Regions from separate parts of the Mus musculus genome. Here regions 1 and 2 are each linked to region 3. A link is a contact called in public ChIA-PET data. All regions are on one chromosome and are shown on one strand. The core of a region is the stretch at or near the end of the contact, and the rest is flanking DNA. Distances in the headings are between cores, read along the strand shown. Region 1 holds the start of Ccnt2 (cyclin T2). Region 2 overlaps Map3k19 (mitogen-activated protein kinase kinase kinase 19). Region 3 holds the start of Cxcr4 (chemokine (C-X-C motif) receptor 4).

Region 1 (2,700 bases), core at 20-2,519, 820 kb before region 3:
GATAACTGACTGCAGTCTTCAGAAAATACTTAAAAACTAAAGTGTAATTTGGTCATATACAATAGGCATTAACTCAGAGGCAGATAACATGTAAACAAATGAGTGGTGCTTCCTTACAAAAAGATGGAAATAAATCATCAGTTATAAGAGACCTTACTTTATAAAATCCTAAACAATTTTTTTCTTAGCTTCTCTTGCACTCATTTGTTAGACTGTTGGCCTAGTATGCCTAAGGCCCTCTGCTCCAGCACTTCAACCAAGATGCGGCACACCAGCCTATAATCCCTGCACTTTGTTTCTGGACAACCTGAGTTACAGCGTTCTGCTTCTCCCCAACCATCCCCCAATCTCAACCCGCAGAAACCACACAGACCTTCAAAACCATACACCCCATCTGGATGGAAGGCCTAGAGAGTCATGACCTCCAATTATTAACTTCATATTGTTTGACAGGTAACTTAATAAGAAAGATATCTGCAGAGTGATGCCACTGGCCTTGTAATCCCAGCACTTCCGAGGGGGAAGCAAGAGGACAGTAAATCCAAGGTCATTCTTGGCTACAAGAGTGAACACAAAGCCAGTCTGGGACACATGGCACATCGTTTTAAAACAACCCATACCCCTTGAGTGGCTTTAGGTTTAAAGTAACGTTTTAAAGGCGCATGCTCCCCAACATCTACTAGCGATTTAAAAAACAAAACCAAAAAACCCAGAAGACACTGTTAGTTCACTGCTAGAATTAGCGTTCTTTCCTAGCTAACTCCTCCGGAGGGTAGCCATTCGTGGACACAGGAGTCAACAAAGCTAAGAAAATACACCCACCAACATGTAAGAAAATGGAAGCTACAGCACGAAGCCGAGACTAGAAAAGCCTTTTCTGACTTTAACGCACCCGCAAACTCACAGACCACAAAATAAACCGTTTAGTTGAAAGCTAACGTCCAAGCCCTATTAGGCAGCCTCAGGACCTCTTCCCTGTTCGCCCCGCCCCTTCCCCTTAGCCCCTCCCAGATCCAGCATGCACCGCGTCGACCTTTTCTTTCCGAGTGACCCCCACTTTACGGCGTCTCCCAATGACAAGAGGCGCAGAGCATTGTGGTCCCGCGGGTCCGAGAGAGAGAAAGGGGAGGGAGGCCGGAAAGAGAAAGCAAAAGACCAGCGCGAGCCGGCAGGGCGGGTCCCTGCGCGTGCGCGTGGGTAGCAGCAGGCCCGGAAAAGGCGTGGCCCACCCTACGGAGAGCACATTGGGGCGGGGCCTCGACACATTGGCGCGGAGTCCCGGAGGCAGGCGGGGAGGGGGCGGGCTCAGGGCGCGGGCGGAGGAGGAAGTGTCATGGCGTCGGGCCGTGGAGCTTCTTCTCGCTGGTTCTTTACTCGGGAACAGCTGGAGAACACGCCGAGCCGCCGCTGCGGAGTGGAAGCGGATGAAGAGCTGTCGCATCGCCAGCAGGCGGCCAACCTCATCCAGGACATGGGGCAACGTCTCAATGTGTATCCTTTTTCTAGTTGCGGCCCTGCGTCCCACACGCCCTGGTCGCGCTCGCCGGGTGACCGGGCCTAGTGTCCCGGGAACATGGCGCCGCTCCCTTTGCCGTCTTTTGATCTCGGGAAAGACACAGAGAAAGCTAGGGCCCGAGCTGCCGTGGCGAGCCGGAGAAAGAGGAGATGTGCCGGGGAAGGCGGGCCGGGAGCCCGCGTTGTATAACCTGTGTTTGGGAGCGCGTGATGCGGGAGGGAATAGCAGTGCTTCCCTGGCGAGAGAGGAGGAATCCGGGATGAGCAAAGCCAAGGGGCGGCCCCTTCCACTTTCGGAAGTCAGAAAAGGCCTTGAGACGTAGAGAGGTCGCAGATGTTCCACGGAAAGTGTTTTCCGAGGCTTCCGTGCCGGCTCCAGGGCGGCTCTGTTGCGCCGGGGGAACGCACGTAGATGTTTCATGTTCTTTGGGTGTGTGGCGCGCGCCTTTCGACTACTTTATTTCTACTGTACTAAGCTGTAACCTAATTGCAAATAATTCCTGGGCTCTCCCTACGTAGCGTATTAGAATAATTTGGCATCCAGACTGATTTCTCTTCTCCCCGCAGACTTTCTGCATACTTTCAGGTTGAGGATTGGATTTGAGTAAATGGAAAGGGGATTTTTCCATTCAAATTGATTTAGTTTTTGGAAACATTTTGCTTAGATTATTTTCTAAACGTTGCATCCCAGCTCTCAGCTTACAATAAACACTGCGATTGTTTATATGCACAGGTTTTATATGCACCATTCCTTCACCAAATTCAACAGAAATGTAAGTACTGTTTTATTGTTTTAGACGCCGAATGTTAAAATGAGTAGATAATGCGAAAACAAGTTAGTTGATCGTTGTTTTTACTTATAAATTGAGCGTTCTACGTTTACTATAAATGTGAGTTATGCAATAAACGTTTTGCCTCGTGCAGAGGAGTGTGTGTGAGAGAGAATTTTATTAATTAAGCTGTAAAGCACAGTGTTAGCCTTTTGTTGTTGGATTTGTTGGGGAGGGGGGTGTTGTTTTGTTTTGAGACAGGGTCTCACTTGTAAGTCTGGCTGTCCTGGACCTAAATATGTAGACCAGGCTGGCCTTGAACTCAAAAGAGATATCTACTACCTCTGACTCCCCAGTGCTTGGGATTAAGTAATGTGCCACCAAGCCTGGCGGAGAAACAAACAAAATGTTTCTT
Region 2 (2,700 bases), core at 72-2,571, 760 kb before region 3:
CCCCAGTTCTTCGGCTACTGTAGCTTATGTCAGAGGTAGGAAACTCTATAACAAAAGAAACAAGAACTGGGTGTTATTAGTAGTAGGCTGAAGAGTTCATAGATGGAGCAGGAGATATGCGGGAAAGTGTTTCAGAGTATATTCTCCCTGTGTGGTATACATAGTGCTGTGAAGTGATTTCAGAAAACCTTAGCCTAAAGCTACCAGAAGGGGTGTTATAGGTTTGTTCATTTGTTTTTGAGAGCTGGTCTCATAGAGCAGCCTACATGTAGTTAGTACCTTGAATTCCCTAGGTAGCCACGGATACCCTTAAACTTACAATCCCCCTGCCTCCACCCCCTGAGTGTTACAATTACAGGTGTGTGTCCTGCCCAGCTTAGTATGGGAAGCAAACCCAGAGCTTCGTGGATGCTAGGTAAAACTTGATCAGCTGAGCCACATGCCCGGCTCCTACACTAGCTTATTTATTTTTAGTTCATGAAATACTCTTCCCTGAAACACATACAAAATGCATTTCCTTTCCAGCCATTTGCTCCCATTGCCTTCAGTATTGTCATTATTAAGCCTATTGTTAGTCGTGTGTGTGTGTGTGTGTGTGTGTGTGTGTGGTGTGTGTATGCATGCACACGGGCACATATGTGCAGAGGCGAAGGCATCTTCATTCCATCATGTGCCTGTAGCAGTCAGAGGACACAACCATTTGGGCACCACTGTCCTCGTTTGAAACAAGACCTCTCCCTAGCCTGGAATCTGTCAAGTTGGCGAGGCTTCCGGCCATTGAGCCCCAGGGATCCTCTGACTCAGCCTCCCCTGGGCTTCGGTGACAAGCGCATGTCATCATATCTGACTTTTTTTAAAAAAACAAAAAAACAAACAACAACAACAAAAAAAAACATGGGCTTGGGGAATTTAACTCAGATCCGTGTGCTTGCAAGCACTTCACTGAGTTATCTCTCCAGCTCCACTGTAGAATTAAATGCTCAATTTAATATGTTCCCTCTTAATTGTGGTTTCCATATTTTTATAGAGATACATAAAATCATATGAGTAAATACGGCCTGAACAGAGAAGTAAGATTGTTTAGGGACAGGGAACTAACAGGAAGAAGGGGTGAGGAGAGGGAGAGCATGGAAGGATGAGGGGGCATATGCTGTCATACATTATGTACCTGTATGGATACTCTAAACGTACACGCATAAGCAAGAGCTTGACTCACCATCAGATTGCCTTTGCTGTTCTTTCAGAACACAAGGAGCCACCTCCCCAGCTGCAGATGCAGCAAGGCTTGAGTCTAAGCAAGGTCTGGGTGGTGAGAGAGCCACGTCCACACCACAGAGCTCCTCAGAACTTCCGTCTGTCTTCAGAAGTGAAGGCTGTGTGGTTAGCATCCTCCCCGTGAGGCCCACCATCTCCGCGTCATCTGGTGGAGAGACAGGATGCACTTGTTCCCGTTCCTGATGCTCTGAAGTCACCTGACTGAAAGGAGAGAGATGGGGAAAACTCATTTGCTGGTATAGTTCAGATCTCAGGGGGTCTCTCTGTGATCAAAGTTTGGTCCCTTGCATATGACGATGTCGGAGGAGGTGGTACCTAATGGCTGGGAGAATGTCTTGGAGGGGGTTCCGGCACTTGTCACTGTGTTCTCTTCATGACCACCCTGAAGGAAGCAGCCTCCTCCCCAGCCTGCTCTCCACCATGATGTGCAGCTGTCTTACACCACAAAACCAAAGCAACTGTGGAACGAACCTCTGAAACCAAACCAAATTCCTCTCTGTACACTCTCTTAAGTGTTTTGCCAGTTACAGAAAACTGATGGTACATTCCCAGTATCCTCCAGATCTGCAGGTCTCAGACCAGAGAACGTGTTGGGAAGTTAGGAAAATTGGTTCCCACGTGGTCTGGTTGAGTGGGGCTGTGGACTCCTACCAGGAGAAGTCCCCCTGCTTGTCCTGGCCTGCTCCTGCCAGCTCTGCCTTCTGGATTCAGTCCTAGTCAGTGATCCTTTCTTAGTCCCCGTTCGTGGGAACAGGAGAGTCAGACAAAACGAATTAATTAGCCAGGCCAGTACTCTCAAATTGTCTGCAATGGGAAACTGGTTTCTATTTTCATTAGCTACTTTTATTACCTTATTTTTATTATTTATTTTTTGAAACAGAGTCTTATATAATACAAGCTAGTCCCAAACTAGCTATGTAGCCAAGGATGGCATTGAACTTGGAAGCCTCCTGCCTCTACCACCCAAGTGTTAGGATTACAGGCATGCACCACCATATCCGGTTTATGAAGCACTGAGGATCAAACTCAGGGCTTCATGTATGCTAAGAAAGCCCTCTGCCTGCTGGGCTGCACCCCCAACTCCATCGTTTAGTTCTTTGAGAAAGACAGAGCCTTGCTTTTGTATAGTTAATCTTCCAAACAAAACAGCCACCATTTCCATCAGGCTGACTATTCCTGCTGGTAGGAGATCTATCACTAGCCAGTTTACTAGGAGGGTCGTGGAACCTCACCTGAGATTCTAGCTAGTCCTGCCAACCAACTGTACACAATTCTGTCCTAATTGCATGGGACCTCAGGAGGTATTAGGGTATAAACGATAAGGAAGGTTAATTGACAAAGACTCCATACCTGACTCTGGGGAAGCCAACATCGGTACTGGTTGAAGACTTTCCAATGTGGCTGCTTTGGGGTTTCCATGCTCCC
Region 3 (2,741 bases), core at 112-2,611:
CCAAGTTTCACTTCCTCACTTTCCGGTCGCTTCCCATCCTGCAGCGGACCCAGTTAGTTACTGGAGTCCGAGGTAGGCAGCAGGAGTGGTCCAGACCGTGCGCACCCCGATGTCCGAGTCACCCACCTAGGGGCTGGCACCGTTGCCCATCATACCCAGGTCTACGACCAACACACAGCGGTTCTAGGGGTTCCTCCTGGCTGCGCGCCAGGATCGTTCCTCCGGGTGCGAGCGACAGATTGGGCTGCTCCAGCGCGAGCGCCTTTGAATTGCGCGCCGCCGGAGGAAACGGAAAAAAAAAAAAAAATCACCAAAGAACAAAACCCTCCCTAAGCGAGGGGGTTTCAAAAGGCTCAGGAAACCACCGACGGTTAAACACTGGGGCTCAGTCAAACAGTCTCCGAGCTTGCACCTGTTCATCCCTCCGGCGACCCGGCACAACCCAGGTGCGGTCCCAACATGCCCTCCTGTCCCCAACCGCCGTCATGGCCAGCAGCATCATGGTACAGACTTATGACCCTTTCTCAGGAACGATCCTAAAGGCAAGCCCGACCTCGGGAGGTTCGTTTGCCACTGCGGGGAAGTGGCGGGTCGGATGCCCGCAAAGCGCTGCTGCTCCATCCCAAAGCGACGTTCTCTCCGCGGCTGCCGCAGTTTGTGCCCCCCCTCTAGGCAAGCGACGCGGCAGACTAGCTCACTTTTCCCGCCGAAGACGGGCGCTCCTCTGTCTGCACTATGGAATTTCAGAACCGCACTCCTAACTCCAAGAACCGCTCCAAGACGCTCCGGTTCGAAGCTCACCCAGAATGTAGTGCCTACGCGTGCCGACTAAAGTCTCTAAATTCACACAATGTAAGAAACTCTAAGAAAACTCCTGTTTTCAGGAGGACCAGACGATGGTCTGAGTCTTGGGACAGAGGGCAAGCCCTTCTCCCTTTTTCAAAAAACTGGGACGTTTGCAAACAGCGTGCAAGTCGGCGCGCGCCGCGGGACTCAAGGGGGAGGGAAACAAGAGCAACCTTAGGAAAGCTCCATCTGAACCCGTCCCACTCAACTTACTGGCAAAAATATTCCTATCTTCCTCCCCCTATAGCCATGTTCACACACATAAAAAAAAATTAGTTCCCGCTCCTCCTTGTGACCCTGACACCCCTCAAGGTTTTAGTTGCTTCAACCCGCTCCTTAAAGGGGCTGAGCTCTAAGTTCACACGTTTGCACGTTTACTATAAAGTAGGATGCAAGTGGACTTACACTCACACTGATCGGTTCCATGGCAACACTCGCTCTACAGCCGTGGTGGTTACCGGAGCACCAAACGCCTCAGAGGTTTCACTGCTACCTGCTGCACCAGGCAACAAAATTGAAGTTTCTGGCCCGAACCGGACTTTTATAAAAACACGCTCCCGGGGCGGCGCATGCGCAGCTCGGACGGGGCGGGAGGAGACTGGCGGGGGCGGGGCGCAGGGCGCGGGCAAACAGAAGTCCAAGAGCCACTGCTGTTGTGTTTTAAGTCAGTATGGGTCCAGAGCCTGGCCGGATAATGTTCTCAGAGTTGGGGAAAGCAGGATGCCAGCCAGGGTGTTTCTGCGGGTCGCGCATCCATCCTTACCCACGTGGATAGAATTTTAGACCTGGAGTTTACGGGTGGAGAACTTGAGACAAGACTGGGGATGGGGGTGTGTGACTTGGAGCCTGCCTAACCAGTAGGCGGCAATGTTGGAACCTCCGCCAGGGTTCTATACTCTGAGCTGTCAGGAGTGATTACTACCAAAACTCTTCCAAGCAAGTGTGTGTTACTACATATTCATATAATGACATTAGGGTCAGGTGTGGCAGAAAGCACTTGCGGACCCATCCAGAAGCAGATATACTCCCAGGAAGAAAGTCACAATAGTGGCAACAATTTCGTGAAGAGATTTGGGTGTGTGTGTATGTAAAATGATTGAAATGTGCTTTATTATAAAGAATTGAGCGGCGAGGACTTTGTGTAATCACATCCTAAGAAATCCGCACAGAAACACTGGTTCATTTTCATTTCATAAGCACATAGGGGGATGCATCTAGTTAACAGATAATTACAGAGTCCCAGCTGGGAAGCTAGCCGCGATTCATGCGCAGTCAGTGGGCGCTCCACGAGCTCCAAGAGACCAAATGGAGCAGCCTGGGACTGCAAAGCCTGGCCTGAGCCCAGAGCTTTCGCTTCATGCCTATCTCGCGTCTCCCACGCAGAACACTAAGATGGGAAGTCTTAGTGAAGAGCTAGTTAGGTCAGGTTGGGGGCGTGGATGGCTAGGGAATCTCAGACAGGCTAAGGTTGCAGTGGGCGCCCAGACTGCTTCCCAGGCTCGCGCGGGATCCGACCGGCGCCGAGCCTGGGCTAGGCGGGGAGGGAGAAAAGGGTGGGGTCAGAACCAACCAGACCTCCAGCCAGAGACCGCGGGATCCAATGCCGGGGGCACTGGGGGTGGTGAGACATCCGGCAGCAGGAGCCTGGGTTGCTATGCAACCCAGATACCGCCCCCACCCCCTCCTGGAATGGACCAAAGGATAGGCAGGCCCAGACTGCGCCCTCAACTCCATCCCCGCCCCACTTCTCCCGTTCCTTTTTTGTTTGTTTGTTTGTTTGTTTGTTTGTTTTGTTTGAGGCAGTTTTATGTAGTACAGGCTGGACTCAGGCTCCGTATGTAGTTAAGGATGACCATGAATTTCTGATGATCCCGTTTGTCACCTGCCTAGTACTG

The links. ChIA-PET counts read pairs in DNA pulled down with a chosen protein or histone mark.
Region 1: a contact with region 3 is called in an RNA polymerase II ChIA-PET map of memory CD8 T cells, with 23 read pairs. The contact joins the promoter of Ccnt2 here to the promoter of Cxcr4 in region 3. A contact is called at or near these places in 2 of 39 promoter capture datasets (embryonic stem cells and erythroid cells), 2 of 484 Hi-C or Micro-C datasets (both in embryonic stem cells) and 3 of 115 datasets of contacts at active chromatin or transcription factors (embryonic stem cells, epiblast stem cells and memory CD8 T cells).
Region 2: an RNA polymerase II ChIA-PET map of memory CD8 T cells shows a contact between it and region 3, with 11 read pairs. The contact joins the enhancer-like site here to the promoter of Cxcr4 in region 3. A contact is called at or near these places in 2 of 39 promoter capture datasets (cranial neural crest and embryonic stem cells) and 3 of 115 datasets of contacts at active chromatin or transcription factors (T-cell acute lymphoblastic leukemia, double positive thymocytes and memory CD8 T cells).

The regions. Positions count from the first base shown.
Region 1 is chr1:127,772,895-127,775,594 of GRCm38.p6, forward strand. It overlaps Ccnt2 (cyclin T2), which reads left to right and starts at 1,270. Exons shown (of 9, transcript NM_028399.1): 1 at 1,270-1,491; 2 at 2,207-2,288. The coding sequence starts at 1,334. It overlaps 2900009J06Rik (RIKEN cDNA 2900009J06 gene), which reads right to left and starts at 1,160. Exons shown (of 2, transcript NR_045298.1): 1 at 1,034-1,160.
Region 2 is chr1:127,829,055-127,831,754 of GRCm38.p6, forward strand. Map3k19 (mitogen-activated protein kinase kinase kinase 19) reads right to left here. Exons shown (of 14, transcript NM_011737.2): 9 at 1,217-1,476; 10 at 2-45. Among named protein-coding and RNA genes, the nearest start is that of Map3k19, 25 kb to the right of the region's middle. Within about 2 kb of position 1,322, at least 58 of the 459 cell types and tissues checked have an H3K27ac peak or open chromatin away from gene starts, as enhancers often do. A contact at or near this core is called in T-cell acute lymphoblastic leukemia, double positive thymocytes and memory CD8 T cells, where this site is marked.
Region 3 is chr1:128,590,938-128,593,678 of GRCm38.p6, forward strand. It overlaps Cxcr4 (chemokine (C-X-C motif) receptor 4), which reads right to left and starts at 1,362. Exons shown (of 2, transcript NM_009911.3): 1 at 1,252-1,362. The coding sequence starts at 1,272.